Linked DNA regions of Aedes albopictus: region 1 is linked to region 2. The links are chromatin contacts, called in public Hi-C maps. All regions are on one chromosome and are shown on one strand. The core of a region is the stretch at or near the end of the contact, and the rest is flanking DNA. Distances in the headings are between cores, read along the strand shown. Region 1 holds the start of LOC109427872. Region 2 holds the start of LOC109428178 (organic cation transporter protein).

The links. A called contact is a pair of places that touch in the nucleus more often than the background predicts.
Region 1: a Hi-C map of whole body shows a contact between it and region 2, with 6 times the contacts expected there. The contact joins the promoter of LOC109427872 here to the promoter of LOC109428178 in region 2. A contact is called at or near these places in 2 of 3 Hi-C or Micro-C datasets (whole body and whole pupa).

What each region holds. Positions count from the first base shown.
Region 1 is chr2:252,823,896-252,829,820 of AalbF5, reverse strand. LOC109427872 reads right to left here and starts at 4,592. Exons shown (of 4, transcript XM_019703457.3): 1 at 3,973-4,592. The coding sequence starts at 4,035.
Region 2 is chr2:252,626,676-252,631,913 of AalbF5, reverse strand. It overlaps LOC109428178 (organic cation transporter protein), which reads right to left and starts at 3,709. Exons shown (of 10, transcript XM_019703866.3): 1 at 2,962-3,709; 2 at 2,741-2,886. The coding sequence starts at 3,100.

The DNA.
Region 1 (5,925 bases), core at 3,343-5,842, 200 kb before region 2:
GTGTGGTGCATCTACCTCGCACTGCTGGTTAAGTGCGGCTGCGTCGGTGATCTCGTTCAGATTTTTACACTGGAGATTCGCTTCCGCCGTTAAAGCTCTGCACCTGCACTTTTTCGCCCGATATCTCCTGAGCTAATGCCTTGTAGGGTACCTTTCTTGGCCGCCTGCTTCTTCAGCACTCGCATCGTCTCTCCAGTCCTGGTACGCCCGATTCCGGATAGTATAATTGCCTCTAAACGTTCGCACAATACATCATGTCCAACACACCTTCTGCAAAGCTATGATTCCGAACCCGCGATTCTTGAGTATACCGGCTTCCAATAATGTGAATAAAATGCAAAGCGGAAATCAAGAACCCACTTCGATACCTTGTTGTGATGAATATAGCGTAGCTTCACTGCAGCGCCGAGCATACATCAGAGCACTTTCTTTGTCGGACTTTGGCGATGTTCCTCCAATGCCCAAACTGTGTAGGGTTTTCAGATCTTCTTCAACCGAACAAATCGCCGACCTTTATACTGGATTATATGTACATGCACTAGATATAACATGTAAATCATGTATCAGTAAACTTTTTTTTTAGTTTTTCGCCAATAATTATCCAAGAATTAATTGTTGATACGTGATAACACAGGAAATCAAGCTATCCTGTTCGGAGATTTAAAACGGAATAAAAGATGTATTTTTCGCTCTGCCTGTCAAATAGCATAATCCAAGGCTAACTTGATCTTGCACAGCATAATGTATCGCCCAACACTCCTCCTCAAGATAAAGTTAGTTACCTCTAATCTTTATCCTGAAATACCTAACAGTTCCCATATCAATAAACGCTACATATTCAAACGGTACAAAGTCCAATCTTTTGTGCAACAACTACAACCTTACCATCCTTCGAAATCATATCCTTGACTAGTGATTACTTCGACAGAAACAAATTTGTGGAAAGTCCGGGTACAATCACAACGTTGTTCAGCTTAACATCAACTGATCGTTCACCGGGACCAATAGTGGGTAGAATCACTCCTTCTACAGCAGTAGAATGCAACACATCCCCATTTGCCAGAATCACTCGTTGCTTCTTCGTTTTGCGAGGCCAATCCGAATTGTTCGTGTTTCCTGTCATATGGGTTGATGCGGCAGAATCAAGGTTACCAATGAGTATCAGTCTTCTCCTGAAGTGCAGCAAAGCCAAGAGCAAAGCAGATATGATGATCCGAATGAACATCACTTTGAGCTGACCGTGCCGTTTTGCCACGTTGCCTGCAGTAGTGCTTTTCGAAGTCTTCTCGCGCATAATTTCCAGCTTGTCACAGTCACGAATCAAATGTTCTGGGCTTTCACATGCGTAACACAACCGCTTGTTCTCGATTTCCGAAGTGCTTTCACCATCATCGCTTTGGAATCTTCAAATTTGCCCCCTTGAGTACGTCGATCATATTCTTCCAGTAACTTCAACTTGACAAAATTCATCGTGAAAACTTTCATTCCTCCCTGTATCGCAGCAACCGTGTTTTCATATCCTCATCCATGCGACACCCCGCGTTCTCTATCTTCTCGAAGAGCTGTTCTAACTCCATCAGATGTTGACGCAAATCACCTACCTAGGAAAGTTCTGTTTTCGACAATTTCTTGATCAGAGCAACTTTGCCCATCGATGAATTCTTGATGTAATAGGTCCGTAGCCTACTACAAGCATCCTTAGCAGTTACCGCGTTCAAAACTCTAGCACTATTTTCGAGCAACTCTGGGCACCATAACCTGTTGATACGTGATAGCACAGATAATCTATGATCAAACTATCTTGTTCGGAGACTCAAAACGGAATAAATGTATTTTTCGCTCTGGCCGTCAAATAGTATAATCCAACCAATCCAAGGCTAACTTGATCTTGCACAACATAATGTATCGTTCAACATTAATCACTACCTCAGCACTACCCCTAGAAGGCCTGCCTCTGTCTGAAGGCCTGAAGTTATGTACTTCGTATCGGTCGTTATAGGACACTGCATTGTTTTGATTTTGTATGCAGTGCCCTATTGATTGCTGGTTTTTAGGCCTTTCTTCGCTGTCTTCTTCTTCAGAGAAACAAAAAACTCCTCCACTGCTATTTGATCGATGCCGACGAGATCGAAAGCATCGGTCGCATGTGCGACCGTGCGATGGTAGTGCCAATCCTCTGCACATCAGACATCCTAATTGCTTCTTCAAGTGCAATGTTGTACAGTAATTTTGGAGTGCATTACTGTGCAGCACTACGATGTCAAAACAGTTGCCTTTGTTAGACCGGCGAGAATGCGGATGCTTCTGATGAAGTTAACAGATATGTAGTTCCACGTACCGAATAGCCAATTGCTAGTCCTTATCGTTGTCATTGATTTTGGTTAGTATTCTTATCTTGTTGCCTTTTTGCAGGACCAGGGGCCTGTAGCATAATGAAAATTTTACTAATAATATTAGTCTTGTAGCTTGTAACTTATAATTTTCTGTTGCATAAAAATACTACAAGTACAAGTTACAAGTCCAATACTACAAGTCGGATGGACTAATATTATTAGTAGAATTTACAAGTGTATGTTGCATAAACAAACTACAAGTATAAAATATTAGCTATGACTTGTACTTTCGATTACAAGTCTCAAAGGTCTTGTAAAATAATTTACAAGTTAGATTTAAAGTATTGCAGAAGTCATATTTAGTTTTGAATATATCGATTTACCATTTTGATGAACTCAAAAGATATTATTTATCTAACATGTCAACCTTAATTCCAGTTTTCGACGATTAAATTTGGCAGTATGTATTCTAAACTTATTGAAGAGAAAACTGCGTTGATGTACACTTTGTATCCAGAATATAATTTCTGCTGAGTCTCTCAAGTTCTCCAAAGTTTCTACAATACCCATCTTTGATTGGAGATTCTTGGTAAAGTTATGGTTATTATGGTCACTGCATAAGCACAGGTAAAGTTGCAGATGCGAAATAAATTTGAATCAATTGCTTGTATTGCGCATCATTAAGCTAATCAAGAGCTACAATATACATACACTAACTCGCATCGAGTTGCGACATATAAAAGTAGGTAAAAGCTCAATTTTTGCATCCCAGATCACTTGAGATTTTAACAAGAAGCATAATGCATGTTGCTAAATCTTTAAATATTGTTTTTCAACCAGTACTATTAAATCTTTGGGACATTTTACTAAAAATCTAGGTACTTGCAGTGCCATACTTTGTAAAAAAATATTTCGTCATAGCGGCCGAAAATTATCCACACAGCATATGCTTTTCTTCATCTATCGTATAAAGAATGCAAAACTTCGGAATAAATGAAGTTGTTTCCGGATGTTACGCGGAAAATGCAGAATATAAACAAACATCAACTGCCATTTCAAATTAATAGTGACCTGTCGGATGAATTTTGACAGGTAAATGAACCAAAATAACTTGTATTTTCATGTTCACTAATATTACAAGTGCTAATAATATTAGTGGAAAATTGAGCCTTTATGCAACACAAATTATTAGCACTTGTAATATTAGTACTTGTAACTTGTAACTTGTAGCTAATATTATTAGCCCGATTATGCTACAGGGCCCAGATCACAACTCATCAACATAGAGAACTGGCCTTACCATCTCGGAAGCTAGGGTTCGACTTTTCTTGAAATACAGTGTTGAATATAGCTGTTCAATCGCCGAGGATCATTAAAAAGGAAGACCATAGAGCAGTTAGCCGACAAGTATAGATTATAATATAGAGTCAATTGGAATGTAATGCCCAACAGGATTAGGCGAATCGATGAAGCGTTGTGAGCTGATATCAAGGCTGATATAGACATTAGGATTAAATGTGGTTCGCCACACCTGTAGCCATGGTAGTCATAATTCATTACACCAACACTGTTCCTTACCAATTTAAAAAATGGTAAAACAAACTTGCATTTTTTATTTAATTAGATACATCTGACTTACCAATATGAGGAAAAACAGTCCTATCACTAGAATTAACCATAGCACATGGAAAACCCACCACATTTAGCACTATTTTTTCGGATTCAGCTCAGTAAAAAAACGGAAGCACCAAATAAAATGTGTTTGTTTTCCACTGTTTAGTCACTATGTAACTAAATTCGTGTTCCAATCAAACTTGCGATCTGCGTTCCAAAACTTTACGTGTGCGCGTATTGATTTATAGTTATGTTGCTTATCAGATCTTTTATCACATTGATACTAAACACCAAGTTCTATTTATTCGCCGTTCATTGGCTCCACCTTTACGCGTGATTTCTCCTCTGTCTATTTCGAAGTTTGCCAATTAATTACGTTCGCGTTACTATTTTGAAACAATCAGCCACTTCGAATGACGGCCTGGTGAAACTGTTGGTGGGTTTATTTCACTTTGTCCCTGATAGCCGGAGAGACGCTTGTAAATTGTGTCTACGACGATGGCTTTCGCGACAGTCTCCAGTCACATCATCGATATGATAAGCGAGTTTGATAGGTTTTAGCAATGGCTTCAATTATTGTTTCGGGATTTTATCGTACCCTGCTGGTTGCTGATTGCGCATTTCAACTCTCGCTCGTGGTCGATGATAACGGTTTCACGGCTGCCGAGGAAATGTCGCCCAATAGGATGCAATATTTTTGTATTTTCCTTCTTTTCCGCGACGTTACATCTCAACTTGAGAGATACAGCCCAACTCAACTGTAGTTGTAAACACTCTCATAGTTATTTCTCAAAGTTTTTTTTTACATTTTTTAAATGATTTTAGACGGACTAGAGGAGTCATAATCATTGAGATCATTTTCAATTATCTTGGGTTTATTGTGTAGCTTTGTTTTTAGTCTAGTCCAAGGTCTAGTATAGACTGGTCTAGTCTACACATACACAGCCATTCATTGAAAGAATCCTGAAAAATGATAGAATCGACTATTTCTATCATTTTTCCTTGTCATTATCAATACTTGCAGTACATCGTAAAAATGTATTACAAGTACTAAAGCGGCCAGCCCTACTGTGCAGCATTGATTTTACAGAAAAAAACCAATGATCAGGGAGATCTCATACCACCCGATCCGTAAACGTGTATTAAATGAAACATAAACAGATGAATACGTTGGGAGTGACTTTGATAAGAAAATTATTGTCACTCACGCAGAAAAAAGCATGGTAAAATCAAAAATATTTCAGGTAAACTCAAACAAATTGTCAATTTGTTCTGGCAACAAAAATAAAACTGTTTGGAGCAAATCGAACGTCACATTTGAAGCAAATTCAATCCATTTTTGAAACAAACATGCATCTTCTGACAGGTTATGTTAGAAACAAATGTATTTTTTTTTTGTTTTTTTTTGTGGCAGGTCGGCCCTACGGAAATATTTGTTTTCCAATTAAATTTACAAAGTCATTTCCTTCTCTAGGAAAACCCACTTCCCGCGTGGCACTTTCAATGCCAGCATCATGTAGATAACATACGCTCTCGAAATCAATGGGATTTCGTGGAAACTTTTGGTGAAACTTGATTTTTTTTGCAAGAGGAAATCTTGTTTGGTGCTGCAGCTGGAACTTGAGAGTTTTGTTTATGTTCTCGAAGGCGGAACGGGGGGCTCTTCAATGGGTATTGCAGAAATCAATATGTAATTGAATTAGTTTTAAAAATTAATATTTTAGTTTTAAAAATTTTACCAGTTTACCGAATAAACATGAATATGTTTGTTTCAAATGAACGAAATGTGTCTCCGTGCTCCATTGCTCCAGGGCTCCAGGGAGGAATCACCGTGCCCACCACTCCGAATTTATATCGACGGTGATGAAATCGAGGCTGTTGAAGAATTCGTGTAATTGGGCTCACTGGGGACCGCCAACAACGACCCCAGCAGAGAAATTCAGAGACGCATTGTGGCAGGAAATCATGCTTTCTTTGG
Region 2 (5,238 bases), core at 2,460-4,959:
TGTTTACTGCGTTCACGTTCAAAAAATTGAACGCGTTCAGTTCATTTTTGGCTCGCGTTCAGTTCAAATGCAACACTGACCGCTGGGCACGGTTGTGAAAAGCATTATACGCACCAGGGGAGATGATGCAAGTGCTGAAGAAGGAGGCGGCCAAGAAAGGTACCTCCTACAAGGCACTAGCTCAGGATGTATTGAGCGAAGACCTGCAGGTGAGAGCCCTAAGGGTCGAGGCGACTCTCTAGTGTAAAAACCTGGACGAAATCACCGACGCAGAGCAGCTCGCAGCCGCACTTTAGCAGCAGTGCGAGGTAGATGCATCAAGTGCATCAATACGCCTGCGAAAGGGTCCGGCAGGCACGTAGATCGTCATGATGAAGCTCCCCGTAGGGGAGGTGAACAAGGCGACTGCAGTCGGCAAGGTCAAAGTAGGCTGGTAGGCCGGGGCCCGTAGCGTTGTGGCTACACGTTCACTTCATAAGTGGATGGTCATGGGTTCGATCCCAGCCACGGCACTTGCAATTTTTCGTCAGTTGCTCTTCTCCCCGAGAGCAGCTGACACCTGACCCTCTTCTGAGCATATGCTCTAACGGACCCGGAAACTTGGATATCGGCTAACGGCAACTCATAATGGACCCCCAATCGGACTGGAGAAGGAACAAGAGCCACGCTTCAACAACCTCGTGCTCATCATTCTACCCATGAACAGGGTAGAAAAAGTGACAGCAGCGCAACGGCAACCAGTTCGATATAGTACAATTAGAATAGAATACATTTAGGCGCTGTACAAAAGTGAAAGTGCAGCGTCCAATTGAAATCGCTCACGCAGTGCCCTAGAGGACAAAAGAGTACGCTGGTCAGTGTGCCCGTTCAGCATGTATACGCCACCAGAGGCGTGTTTCAAGTGCTTCGATCAAGGACACAAGTCACACATCGCCCTACACCGACAGCGCCCTACTAGCAGACTCCTACCGCATCCTCCCCGATAACGGAAACTGAGTAGCGGATAAGGCCAAGATAGCGACGACCCGTACAACCGGTCGTTTCCCGATCCAGAAAATAATTTCCACGTCGCACGAGGGCTTCGTCATCGAGGATGGCTGGTCTCACGCTTCGATAGGCTGGCATTTGACGAACGATTGCTTATGGAGAGTAACACCAACGATCTGTCCAGCGAGTATCTAGTCGGAACTCTAAGCCGTGCGTGTGACGCCGCAATGAATGAATGAGGTCGAGACAGCTGGCGGTCACACCCCACAAGACGGAGATGGTCGTGGTAAACAACTGCAAGTCTGAACAACATTCAGTAGTCACCACTGGCGGGTGCACGATCAACTCCAAGCACTCACTCAAGCAACTCGGAGTCATGATCGATAACAAGCTGAACTTCGGCAGCCACGTGGAATATGCTCGCAAAAGGGCAAGCATGGAGATTATGGCACTATCGAAGAAAATGTCAAATAGCTCGGCGATAGTCTCGAGTAAGCGTAGACTTCTCGCGACAGTAGCGGTCTCCATCAGCGCATACCGTACGGTGTCAAAGGACATGGTATGTGTGCTAGCGGATATGATGTCCATAGCACTTGTGGTGGCGGAAGACGAATAGTGCTTCGAGAGACGCGGTACAAGAGGCGCGAGACGGATTGCCAGAACATCGTCGATGTTGAAATGACAGAGATTGGGATTCCTCTAGCAAGGGTAGATGGACACACAGGCCCCATAGCGAGGTGAACTTTCACTTGATACAATTTCTGTCAGGCCATGGGTGCTTTAGGTGGTATCTACACAAATTCAGACACACAGGTTCTCCCGCATTTCCAGAGTGCGCAGAGAAAATGGCGGGCGGACCAACAGCAAGTTGAGTTAGCCCCTCTATCCTCATCCAGGAATTTGAGTAAACGGGTAGTCTAAAGTAAGCCAGGGCCCAAGCTTCCAGGGGAAAGAGGACAACTTAAGGTGGTAAGTAGTGGAACGCTAACCAATAGAGAATACTCATGTACAGTCCCCACCTTTTCGGAGTTATCTCTAACGGGCGTAACGCGAAGGTAAGGAAGAGAGAGAATTAGTGTTAACTGGGCCGAAATCCACATAACCCGAGGAACCACCTCTTGGCAGATTTTTTTCATTCTACATATACAAAAAAAGAGGCTCAGCAGTGAAGTTATTTGGTTGCACAGGAGCCACCGTTGTGTAATTCTAACTCAAATGCTAGAATTACTTGAAAACAAGTCGTATGCAACCAAAAACATGCTCTGCCGTGACTCTTTTGTGACATGTGTGTTACTTGGGATATCGGTTTCTAATGGCAACGGATATCGCACTATCTTACCTTTCCTTCCTTGATAATCGTACGGACGTGCCCGGTGAAGATAATCACTTCATAAAGCTTAGGACTTACAAAGGTGCATGCACATTAAGGAAGGTCACCAGTCAACCCCGCGCCCCATTTGTTGGTTCGTTGAGCAATTTTGATTGGTCAAGTCAATCACGAAATAGCAATTACTAATTGTACGATCATTGAGAGAAAAAATATGGCTACAATCCAGTTTTTTTTATATCAGAAGTTGCATTGAACCACCTAACCTCACCTACTAATGAAATGAAGAATATCAAAACGGTTCTTCCTACAAGGTACCTACCATGCTGAGCTGAGCGTTGAGAATATTTGTTGGCAATCAACGTAAGGGGGATACTGTTTGCAACAATCTCTTCTATTCACAGAATGCCAAAAATGTTTTCTCACCTGTAGACTATTATTAAAAACGTTACAGTAGTCGAAGGCGAATCCTCCATCACTTATTATTCCTTTCACCGGATGAGATGCCATAATCCATTTTGTTCTGTTGAAGTCATCACTGATTGATATCGGTGGCTTACAGTAGTATTCACCTGCAACGGCAGATCAGGTGAAGTTTGTTCACTTTTTTGAATTCCAGGAGGATACACCAATTCAAATTATCTCACCTGGCCTTGGAGCTGGAGCCGTGAAAATTATGCAAGCCATGAACCAAGACGATGGAATTTTGACCAAGTGTATCAGCATAACCGCTCTGAGTTGCCAGGTTCCAAAATCTTTGATGATCGGTGACAGGAAATCCGCCATTCTTGTTTAGTTATTTCTAGGTAGCGTGCAACGTTCATATAGGTGAAAATCTTTTCGTACACTTCAAATTTAGTTTCCGTCTGATGGATGGGCTTCGCTATTATGAAACAGATTGCACAATGTCGTACTTTTCATCAAACAATTATAAGATAGGTTCACACTGTAAGGCACAAAAGTTATCTGAGGCGAACCAGTATGAGAGAGATCCTATCCGTATAAACTAAGAGCGCGAAATAGAACACCAAGAACAATTCCACGCGGACACTCAGACGTCCTACTAGCTCTGTTCTTCACCCACATAGCACACTTCGGCACTTCGATTTAGCAAAAGACGCGGCAATTACTAAACTACTGTGAGGCATGCAATACAATTAAGTATCGGTCCCGCATGTGAGCTTCGGTTAGACGACAGCGTTTGGTTGATACTGTGGAAAGTACCCCCTTTGAAGTGATGGATTCGAAACGAGAACGAAATCAAATGCCTAATCGAACTATGTAGTAACAGTTCTGTCTACTGTGGGACCGACTGATGTAACATTGAACTTGTCCCACATTTTAAATAAAGCTTCCTCCTCACAGCTGAGGGAAAGCTCAACTGGCAGGGAAGAGAAAACCCAAGTGCCAATACGAATGGTTAAACGACACACGCGTCACGGCGTGTGTATGGGAAAGGTTTATAACAAAAAAATAGGCATCGTCAAATTTTTCGCTATTCAAAAATAGAGGCTTTCAGCTTTCATTTGCAGGGTCCCTCAAAAAAATCCACCGAGGGATCCCGAACAACTTTTTCAGAATACTGTGTTTCCCCATACAAAATGCACGGTTCCAAATTAATCCCTATTTCTACTTAACAAACATACCCAATTTTTGTATGAAAAAGTTCCCCCGATGGAATATTTCGATGTTGGGCTTGAATGAAAGCTAGAAGCGTCAACTTTCACGTAACGTTAAAATTAGCGATGCCTATTTTTTTGTAATAAATTTCTTCTACCAGACACACCGTGGCGTATTTATAGAAGTATGTAGATACCTACTAGCAGACCGATCGTGAACGAGCAGACTGTGAATCCTAATAAATAGCAACCATCACCGGTCAATGGGGCTGATTTGAGATACAGCATGTTGATATACGAGTCCCGCATATCAGTCCTTTTCGAATTTTTCATCACTTAGTCGCGCGACGAGTGTTTATTTTATTGTACTCTGGGGTGGCCCTGGCCCATACCGTTCGAATAGGGAGGAGGCTGGGGGTCGCGAAAGTTTGTGTTTGTTTATGGATAGAGGAACGCGTAGAGATGTATGAAGTGTCCACGGGGAAATTATTGATTTTACTTGCACGACGTTTTCCTACTACTCCGTTAACGTTGATGGATTCAATTGTGCCAACCATACAAATACCGTAAAAAGAGGTATATTGAGAAGGTTTAACATATGTGTGCTTAGTACATTATCGCCAATTTTAGATCTATTTTTCAATGATTCAATATGCGAATGATAAATCGTTATGACACAAAGAAACATTCAATGAGCACCATACAACGGTAATAGAATTTGCTCTCAACGAAACGGCAAGATCTAACTGAAATGCTACTGTTCGCAACAATAAGCACAGATTTTAATTGATTGATTGAAAATAAGTTAAGTGTCTGCCAGCATACCGAGCCGCTACTCCAAGATTGAAACAACTTAGACTGGCTTAAAATCAATACATATTATATTCTCTAAAGGGAATATTTTACTTACTTACTTACTTACTTACTTACTTACTTACTTACTTACTTACTTGCTTACTTACTTACTTACTTACTTACTTACTTACTTACTTACTTACTTACTTACTTACTTACTTACTTACTTACTTACTTACTTACTTACTTACTTACTTACTAACTTACTTACTTACTTACTTACTTACTTACTTACTTACTTACTTACTTACTTACTTACTTACTTACTTACTTACTTACTTACTTACTTACTTACTTATTACTTACTTACTTGCTTACTTACTTACTTACTTACTTACTTACTTACTTACTTACTTACTTACTTACTTACTTACTTACTTACTTACTTACTTACTTACTTACTTACTTACTTACTTACTTACTTACTTACTTACTTACTTACTTACTTAC